Linked DNA regions of Zea mays: region 2 is linked to region 1. Evidence: chromatin contacts called from public Hi-C data. All regions are on one chromosome and are shown on one strand. The core of a region is the stretch at or near the end of the contact, and the rest is flanking DNA. Distances in the headings are between cores, read along the strand shown. Region 1 holds the start of LOC103634514 (abscisic acid receptor PYL4-like). Region 2 holds the start of LOC100384795.

Region 1 (4,945 bases), core at 863-3,362:
TTGCATAAATAAATGCTCTATCTGTTCTAAAATATAGTTTTCTAGTCCTTTTTCGTCCATATTTAAATAAATGATAATGAATCTAGACATACATATCAATCACATTCTTAGATTTACTAATAAATGTATGTTTAGTATAAAAAGAATACTATTTTGAGATGGATGTTTGTGCATTGGTACTGCTGCTATATATCATATAGATAGACTTTGTTTCAATAAAACGTAAAAATATGTATGTTTTGTTGATTATGTGGGTTTAACTCTAGAGCCTACAATCAAGGTTTTAACCCTCGTCTGTTCACAACTTTATCTTATTTTTGTATAAATCATGAAAGAGGAAGGATGACATAACGTGAATGTGGAAACCATAGAAACTGATGCTTTATAGAGTAGAGACGATGTCGTCATTGACAACTTCTAGCCCTTATCAAATGTCTAGAATTAAATACGTGTGTAATCTTTTTTTAGTTTTTAAATTGAATTAACCTTAATAGCACATAAAGCAACCTTGTTTTCTCTTACTACCAGAAAATAGGATATCTTTAGCGGCTAATTTTTTTTCTTGATGGGTAAAGTTAAACCCTAAAAGAATATATCATTAACTTGACACCAGTATGGAACCTTTAAGGAAAATGCCCTGGCGGTTTGAAGTAGCACTTAAAAAGTATACTAGTCGGTTGCCCGTGCGTTGCAACGGCTTACAACAATACTCATATATCTTATCAACAAAAAAATTTAAGATTTTTTATTGATTGTCTCTGCTCTCCGTATAATATTTTTTGATTTAGCTAACCGATGTTATTATTTACTCCATCCAATATGTCTTGGTACAACACGGCCAATGAAGTGAGCGATTAGAAGAGAGTTCACAACGACTGACTGAACGCACAAAGATTGTAAAATGACATAATTCCACAATACAAAGACCAAATAAGAGAAAGTTTGTGAGCTCAAGTTTCTAAAATAAGTCACATGAACTCAAACTTATAAAAAAGATAAATCAAAATATGAAGTGATTGCTAAAGTCAGGCATCAATAAAAACTGGATGCGCTCCATATAAATTATGCTACTTTGTAGCAATTACTAACATTTAAAACCAATAAATAACCTTTCATTTTACTGTTATTGTGATAAATTATTGTTGCTCCATCCAATTCAGCAACCTCAAACACCATAGAGTCCATTGCGTCAATGTGGTCTCAGAAACGACCTAATGCTTGCAAGAGTCAAGAACGTCGTGTCGTGCTTGAGCTGTAGCATCGGTCCGTAGTGCTGGTCCGGCTCGACACGATTATATATTTTTATTTTACAAAAAACGTATATAAATATATATAATTTATATTCAATATTAAAAACATTTGAGCATGATATTCTATTGGTTAGATAACTTTACCTAGTGTCTCCTACCCTTCTTTCATTAGGGCATGAGTTCGAATCCCACCTCCTGCACTATATTTTAACATTTTTACGCTAATTTAATCAAATGGGCCGACGGACTAACGGGCTGGCTCGGAACAGTCAGCAGGCCGGTATGACGTGCCTGGGTCAGAGTTGTGACCCGCGCGCGTCTGGCCCGTGCCGGGCCGCCGTTTAGCCATTTATAGACGTGCAACGGATTAATTTGAAATAGCTGTGAGAGGTTATTTGTAAAAAAGATGACGCGCGACGACCGTTGAAACTGGTGCTTTAAGTATAGTATAGATTATAGGTGCATGTCATATTTCCTTGATATTGTGAAAAAAAAACATGACACCACCTATTTACCCCCACTTCCTTAGCGGCCAGTCTCCAAGATATTTCAATTTTTCTCGTTAAATTATCGAAAAAAATATCAAGAAGGCAAAACCCCTCCTCCGGTCCTCCTCTCCCCACCCCACAGCCCACAGGTACAGGTCCCCTCACCCCCAAGAATGCAACTTGGGCAAATTGCTAAAATGTAGAGCCCACTTAAAGATGATTTATAGTCGAATTAATTAAAGTGAGCACACATGACACAACTGGATACTCCATATGCAACAGTGCGAGCCAGGACAAGTTGGCCCACTTTGCATATATAAATGGCTGTGCCCCTGATCAACCTCTCTTCACTAACCCCAACCCGTCGCCGCAAGAAATTCCAGCGCACACGAGATCAGGAGACGAAATCGGAGCAGGAGGACAAGGACAAGCAGGCAGCTAGCCGCAAAGATGCCGTGCATCCAGGCGTCCAGCCCCGGCGGCATGCCGCACCAGCACGGCCGCGGGCGGGTCCTCGGCGGCGGCGTCGGGTGCGCGGCGGAGGTGGCCGCGGCCGTCGCGGCGAGCGCGGGGGGGATGCGGTGCGGGGCGCACGACGGCGAGGTGCCGGCGGAGGCAGCGCGGCACCACGAGCACGCGGCGGCGGGGCCCGGGCGGTGCTGCTCCGCGGTGGTGCAGCACGTGGCGGCGCCGGCGGCGGCGGTGTGGTCCGTGGTGCGGCGGTTCGACCAGCCGCAGGTGTACAAGCGGTTCGTGCGCAGCTGCGCGCTGCTGGCGGGCGACGGCGGCGTGGGCACCCTCCGCGAGGTGCGCGTGGTGTCGGGGCTCCCCGCGGCGTCCAGCCGCGAGCGCCTGGAGGTCCTGGACGACGAGAGCCACGTGCTCAGCTTCCGCGTCGTGGGCGGCGAGCACCGGCTCCGGAACTACCTCTCGGTCACCACCGTCCACCCGTCCCCGGCCGCGCCCGACGCCGCCACCGTGGTCGTGGAGTCGTACGTGGTGGACGTGCCGCCGGGCAACACCCCCGAGGACACCCGCGTGTTCGTCGACACCATCGTCAAGTGCAACCTCCAGTCGCTGGCCACGACCGCCGAGAAGCTCGCGGCCGTGTAGGCGTGGACGGAGGAGGGGACTCCATCTCCGTTGGGTGATCGATGGTTTTCTTTTTTTTTCCGGGGAGGAAGGACCGGATCGGAGGGAGGAGGGATGCGTGTTTGTACGGCGCGTGACCTTCTGTCTCTCTCTCTCTCTCCTTCTTCTTTGGCCTTTTCACATTAGTGTCCCCCTTGGTTTTCGTTATTATTCTTTTTTCTCGTTGTTGCGAGAGACACACAGCACAGCAAGCCCTCCCTAGCTACTCTCGCTTGTGCAGAGATTCGAGAGACGATCAACAAGATGACAAGTAAATCTGTAGAGATCTAAGTTCTGGCGCACGATCGATTCCTCTGGATGTATATATGTTTGATGGTAACAGAGATATGGTTTGTGGAGAGCATGAAACTTTTCGATCGATCGAGCTTGTAACACGCAGCAAGCTGATGAGGAAGTAGCAACAGTAACACCAGCCAGTCATGCATCTATTTATCTCTACATACATATATACCTGATCAGTTCGATTTATCTGGAACACGTACGATATGTGCAGTATACACAAAGCAGCATCCAATATAAAACTGCATATACTCAAAAGCGACGATCGACATACACGAGAAGCGACTAGCTAGCTAGCTAGTTTAGCAGAGATCGACCACCATTATATTTAGTTTACAATCACATCATCACAGGGGTGGGGGGAGGGGTGTCCCGTGTCCGTACAGAGATTGATTTCTAGCCACTCGGTCATCGGACCCTATCATTCATGGTAGCCGTAGGAGTGGGGGAGCCGGAGGACGACGATGGAGTTGGAGCCCTTTGTTGAGACGATAAGCGAAACCCAGGGTGCGCGCGGCCAAAGTGCCGCCCACTTGCGGCGCGTCGCGACGTCTCGAGCTGTACTACCCGTCCCAGCCAGCCAGCCAGGCCAACTTGCGCGGGCGGAGGCCCGCCCTGTCGTTGCTTGCTTCTTCCAATCCACCACTACCACCACCACCACCCACCTATCGCGCCCCGCCCTCTTCCACCGGCCGTTCCGTTTCCAAAGCGCTCCTTGACCTCGCTTCTAATAATTTATTTACTACTAGCATTTCTCCTATACAGATAACACGGGAGCACGCTATTATTATTGTTAGTTGTAAAAGAGACAGCAGGTCGCTGGCTACCTGCAACTTGCGCGTACGTTGCGATCGAGACCGGCGGCGGCAACTTGGCCGTCGTCGGTAAAAGAGAAAGAGCGGGAGGAAGAGGGAGCACGCACGGGGACAGGCCAGGTCAGCACACGTACGTGACGCGCGTAAATAACTGCGCAAGTGGGGGGGGGGGCGATCAACTTGCGTGTGTGTCAGATCGCGCGTGATTAGCATCGCACGGCTGCTTCCCTCCGCTCCTTTATTTAATTTCCCCTGTCTACTTGGCAATTTGGCTTATGGGCGATCTTTTCCTCCACCCGATCGATCCACTTGCTTCTTTTGCCTTCTGGAACGGGCTGCTGTACTACCGTATCTGCCGGACGGACTGGACCTCTTCCTCTCTTTTTTTCCCGCCGAGGGGGAGGAAGCTTCTTTTCCCCCGTCCGTTTGCTTCGTATATTCGTTTCAATCTGTTCTAGTTTTATTCATCTAGTAAAAAAACAAACAAAGATGGTTTTTATTCGAAAATTTTCAACAGCAACAACAAAATATCAAACTGGACCCTTCACGGCTTCTCGGCCAGGCTATGTACGAACCGTACGTAACACGATGCGTGTCGTGTGCATGAGGAATCGTATGTCATCTATTACCTTTATGAACGAATGAACCGACGTAGAACGTGCAACGACAGTCACTAGAGACGCACGCACCAGCTAGACATCTCAAGTCCTGCGTTCCCGTTAGGGATGGTAATGGAAACCCGATCACCGATTCCCCATAAGAAATTCATCCGTTAAAGGATAGGGATGGAGCTAATTTGATCCCCACAGGAAGTTAAATTGTACAAATTCATTCCCAATCGAGTCTAGTGAGTTCAGGTATAGTTTGTCACTCCCCGTCCTCGATACCTGCCTACCCGATCCGCTTGAATAAGTTGTGGCATGTGGTGCTTTCCAAACTCCTGAAATCCCGTCTCCACTTC
Region 2 (4,943 bases), core at 829-3,328, 170 kb before region 1:
CCCGCGCAAGGCCCATCGCGATGTTCATCCTCGTCGGCCAGTCCACCGGGCTGCTGTCCGGTGCACGAGCTGCGATAATACAAAAGGCGAAGTTTCGTTAAGCAGAAAAAAAGAAGCTAACAGATAGCTAAAGTCTAAAGAGAACTGTGCAAGTGAGCTTACCATGGAGGAAAGAAGCAAGGTTGCCTTTGGGCATGTAGTCGAACACCAGAAGCTTCTCGCCTTTGGGTCCCAAGTAATAGGCCCTGAGCGCGAGGAGGTTGGGGTGCCGGAGCTTGCCGAGTGCGTTCACCTCCGGCTCGAACTCCTTCTGGCTCTTGGCGATCTTCTCCCGGAGCCGCTTCACCGCGACGTAGCTGCCGTCCTCCATGGTTGCCTTGTACACCGTCCCGTACGTGCTCTTCCCGAGGATCTCCGCGGTCGCGCACAGCAGATCGTCCGCTGTGAACGAGAGCGGCCCGTCGAAGTGCACCAGCTTGCCGCCGCCGTCCCCGCCGGTGTCGGTGCCTTTGCCTGTGCCAGTGCCGGCCTTCCCGACAGTCTTGGTGGTCACGTCCTTGGCGCCCTTCTTGGGGGGCGAGCTTTCCTTCTTGTCTTTCCTCCAGAAGATGAAGACGCAGCAGAACAGTAGAAAGAAGAGCAGGAGGATGCCAGCTACCGCAAAGATGAGCTCCTTTTTGTTGAGCTTCCGGGTTCGCCGCTCTGACAAAGGCAGTGGAGGGGACGGCGCCACGAGCGGAGATGAAACAGAAGTGCAAATGGCAGAGCCATTGAAGCCACAGAGCTGAAGGTTTCCAACGAACGAGCTAGAATTGAACTTGTTGGAGAGAGCTGCAGGCACAGGTCCCGAGAGATTGTTGTAGGACACATTGAAAGAACCGAGATTGACAAGGCCACTCAAGGAGGTCGGAATTTCTCCGGTGAGGTTGTTCTCAGACACGTCGAACAGTGACAGTGCCGAGAGGTTCCCGACAGTCGCCGGGATTTCGCCGTCGAGGACATTCCTCCTCATGGACAGCTTGGTCAGATTCCTGAACCCGTCAAAGCATGCCGGGATGTGTCCACCAATGTCGTTCCCGTCGAGATCGAGCTCCACTAACAAAGTGAGGTTGCAGAGTGACTCAGGGAGGCTACCACCTAAAAGGTTGTCAGAGAGATCAAGGTTTCTGAGCTTTGTGGCGTTGCCAATCCCATCCGGGATGCTTCCACCGATCAAATTGCTAGCGAGAGAAAGATCGTGGAGCAATCTGAGACTGCCAACGGTGAGCGGAATTACGCCGCTGAGATTGTTGTTGTTGAGCTGAAGGGATTCGAGGAACGGGAGGGAAGTGAGGCTGGCCGGCACGACACCGGAGAGGTTGTTGTACGCGAGGTTGACCCTATAGAGGCGAGTGGCATTGGCCAGGGCGGAAGGGATACTCCCCGAGAGAGAGTTGCCGCTGAGGTCGAGCGTCTGCAGGAGCGCGCAGGCGCCGAGCGCCGGAGGCACGGCACCGGCGAAGCGGTTGTTGTGGAGGTAGACGCCGCGGAGCTCCCGGAGGAAGCCGAGCGCGGCGGGCACCTGGCCGCCGATGATGTTGTCGTGGAAGCTGAGCCTCCGGAGCGCGGCGAGCTGGCCGACCTTGTCGGAGAGCGCGCCGGCAAGGCCCTTGAAAGGGAGCTGGATGGCCACGACCTTGCCCCGCGCGCACTTGATCCCCGTCCAGCCGCCGGAGCAGGCGTCGAGGCCCGTGCCGTTCCAGCCGGCCAGGAACCCGCGCGGGTCCACCAGCGCCTGGCGGATGGCCTGCAGCCCCTGCAGGTCCGCCTGCGCGATCACCACGCCGTCCGACCGCTGCCCTCGCGCCGGCACCGCCACCGCCACCAGCAGCAATAGCAGCACGAGCGAGCCCCCACCACCCCAACATCGCCGCAGTTGGTTTCTTCTCGGTCCAGCACCGCAGTGGACGCCGGTGCGGCAGCAACCCATGGCCGGCTAGTAGCCTAATGCAAGTAGCTACTAGCTCTCTAGCTAGAATCTAGTGTAGCTAGCACAACGCAACCGCTCCAACCTAGGACTAGGAGCTTTTCTTGGTTTCTGGCTAGCGGGGAAAGCGATGCTACCGCGCGCTCTATATAAGCGTTGTAGGACAGGAGCATGGCAGAAGGGGAAAAAAAAGGAGGGAATAATTTAGCTGCTAGGCCGATTCAACTCAGATGCGCTAACTAACGGCTATCTCAGTCCTTGTCTGCGGTGCGGGGGGAGACAGACGATTTGGAGTTTTAAAAACCGGTCGTCCTATACGTTACGGACGCGGGCGCTGACACCGCGGGTCCCGCGCGGCGGGAAAGAATCCGGTCTTTATCCCATTCAGCGCAGGAGCAGCACGGCAGCAGGAGTTAAGCCACAGGATAGTGACGCTGCCGCGCGGGGTGTCTGTACCCTGTCCTGTGCCGTGGTCTGGTCTCCCCCAACGGCTAGCTCCCCGGCGGTGGCCGGTGGAGCCCGCCGGACAGAGACCGCCGCGCGGGGATCGAAGGGCGAGCACGTGCGCCCGTACATGGAAAGCAGCGTGGGAGTTAATGGCAGCAGTAATTAACAAGAGCTGGGGGCTGGGCGGGCGATCGATCGATGACGATGATCCTGATCTGGGGGAGGCCGGGACGAGCAGCGATCCGGCAAAATGAGAGTCTAGTGCCCCCGCTCGGTGCCGGCCAGCACCGGCACGCGGACGCCGGGCGTGGATCCCCACGGCCCGCTGGGACCCGGTGCGTCAGCGACCAGCCACAGGGAGAGATCAGAAAACGTCGTTTGGCAACGGGAAGACCCGATGGATTTTGCTCAGGATCTGTCTGCCAGCCCCTGCCCCCTGCTAGCCTACTGCTATGGTCGCCGAGCCGTGGTGTACTGGAGGAATGTGCACAGGGCGCGCATCGGCGCACACACGCCCATGGCCTCCGTTCGGTGTGGGGTTTTGACCTGCCTGCCATCTGGGCTGCATCGCCAGGACGCCAACGGCCAATACCCAAGTTAGGTGCAGATACCCATGCACCAACGAAAGGATCGGTTCAAAAAAAGGACGGAAAGGGCAAATCGAAAGCGGCGGCTCAGGAGTTCTGCCTCGGCCTTCTGAAGGGAAGGGCTATCGAACGGGAAAGAGTGGGAAGCCACAAGTCACATCGACCGATGCCACTGTGACGGAATTCGGAGCCCGGATTTCGGGCTGCAATGTCAGCCAGTCCCTATCTGCCTTCTGAAGAAATTGCCACCGCCGTGCAGGGCACCGGTACCAAACTTCACAGCAGGGATTCATGCCAACTCCCGCAACTTCTCATGCATAACACTGTTTTACACTATAGTTTACACTATAGATACATTATTTAAGAGAGAATTTTAAAATAAAGAGTAGGATAGTGAGTGAAATAGTGAGTCTGCTGGAGATAGTCAGGACACGACAAGGACTCGAGTTCTTTCAACCATAGATAGCAAATAGCAAAAATGAATAAATGATTCCTCGAGACGGAGATATTGGTGGGTGATACCCAATTAGGCTGATTTCAACACCGGTTGATAATAGACGGTGATGTGGCTCGACGGGCGATCAATTGGTACCAACTGTATCAGTCCTAACTTTGGTCGATCGACGGATCAGTGATCGGTCAGTCAAGACCGCGTTGGACCATATTTCTGTTGGAATTGAACGATGATACTGTTGTGTGCATTGGACAGTCATGTTGGCACATGTTTAGTTCTGATTGGTTGGCTGGATGGGTATCGATATGAATAGGTCGGTAGTAGTCTGGTTTGGTGTTGTGGTGCATTCTCACTCGTGCACATGTGTGCCATATCACCTAACCATTTTTAAACGTTTGAAGTCTGAAAAATGGGAAAACATCTAATAGTTAAAAAAACTTAGAATCTGGCCTATAAGCAAAGGGAGGGTGTCGGCGTTTCGACCCCGGGGGGTCCCTGGACTGACGAGTAAATTGTCGCTGTGTGCCCCAGCCCAGATGGGTCGGCGCGAGACGGAACACAAGGAGGGGGAAAACAGCGGCTTCGTGTTGTCCTGCGCCCAGGGTGGATGCGCTTGCAGTAGGGAGTTACAAGCGTTCGCGAGGGAGAGAGAGAGAGAGAGAGAGCCCGTCCGTCAGCCCGTCCTCCCGCGCGGCCACCTCCCCGTACGAGGGCCCTGGACCTTCCTTTTATAGATGTAAGGAGAGGGCCCAGGTGTACAATGGGGGGTGTAGCAATATGCTAACCTGTCCGGCAGAGAGGAGCCAGAGCCCTATGTACATGCCGACGTGGCTGTCGGAGAGATGTTAGTGCCCTGTGCATGTGATGTCGTGGCCGTCGAAGGAGCGCTTGAGCCCTGTAGAAGCACAATTATCGGGGCTGTCGGGACCTTGCTGACGTCTCCTTGCTTCCGTAGGGGGCTGAGAACCGCCGTCGTCATGGGAGCACGCGGGGTGCCATCATTACTTGTTTACCGGGGTGAGCCAGATGGGACGCCGGTCTTGTTCCCCGTAGCCTGAGCTAGCTAGGGGTAGGGTAATGATGTATCCCCCTGTAACGTGGTCGGTCCGAGCCCAAGGTCGGGCGAGGCGGTGACTCCTCCGAGGTCGAGGTTGAGTCCGAGCCCTGGGGTCGGGCGAGGCGGAGACCGTCTTCCGAGGTCGAGGTTGAGTCCGAGCCCTGGGGTCGGGCGAGGCGGAGCTTCCTATGGCGCCTGAGGCTGGACTCGGCTGCTGTCAGCCTCACCCTGGCGGGTGGCACAACAGTCGGAGCAGGGCAGGCAGCGCTGTTTTCCTGTCAGGTCAGTCAGTGGAGGGGCAAAGTGAATGCGATCACTTCGGCCCTGTCGACTGAGGAACGCGCGTCAGGGATAAGGTGTCAGGCGATCCTTGCATTGAATGCTCCTGCGATACGGTCGGTTGGCGAGGCGATCTGGCCAAGGTTGCTTCAC

The links. A called contact is a pair of places that touch in the nucleus more often than the background predicts.
Region 2: a contact with region 1 is called in a Hi-C map of root tip, with 3 times the contacts expected there. The contact joins the promoter of LOC100384795 here to the promoter of LOC103634514 in region 1. A contact is called at or near these places in 8 of 25 Hi-C or Micro-C datasets (bundle sheath, ear, leaf and 2 more) and 1 of 3 datasets of contacts at active chromatin or transcription factors (leaf).

What each region holds. Positions count from the first base shown.
Region 1 is chr1:46,069,802-46,074,746 of Zm-B73-REFERENCE-NAM-5.0, reverse strand. LOC103634514 (abscisic acid receptor PYL4-like) reads left to right here and starts at 2,112. Exons shown (of 1, transcript NM_001319727.2): 1 at 2,112-3,229. The coding sequence starts at 2,189. The coding sequence ends at 2,851.
Region 2 is chr1:46,237,396-46,242,338 of Zm-B73-REFERENCE-NAM-5.0, reverse strand. LOC100384795 reads right to left here and starts at 2,078. Exons shown (of 2, transcript NM_001177241.2): 1 at 163-2,078; 2 at 1-69. The coding sequence starts at 1,969.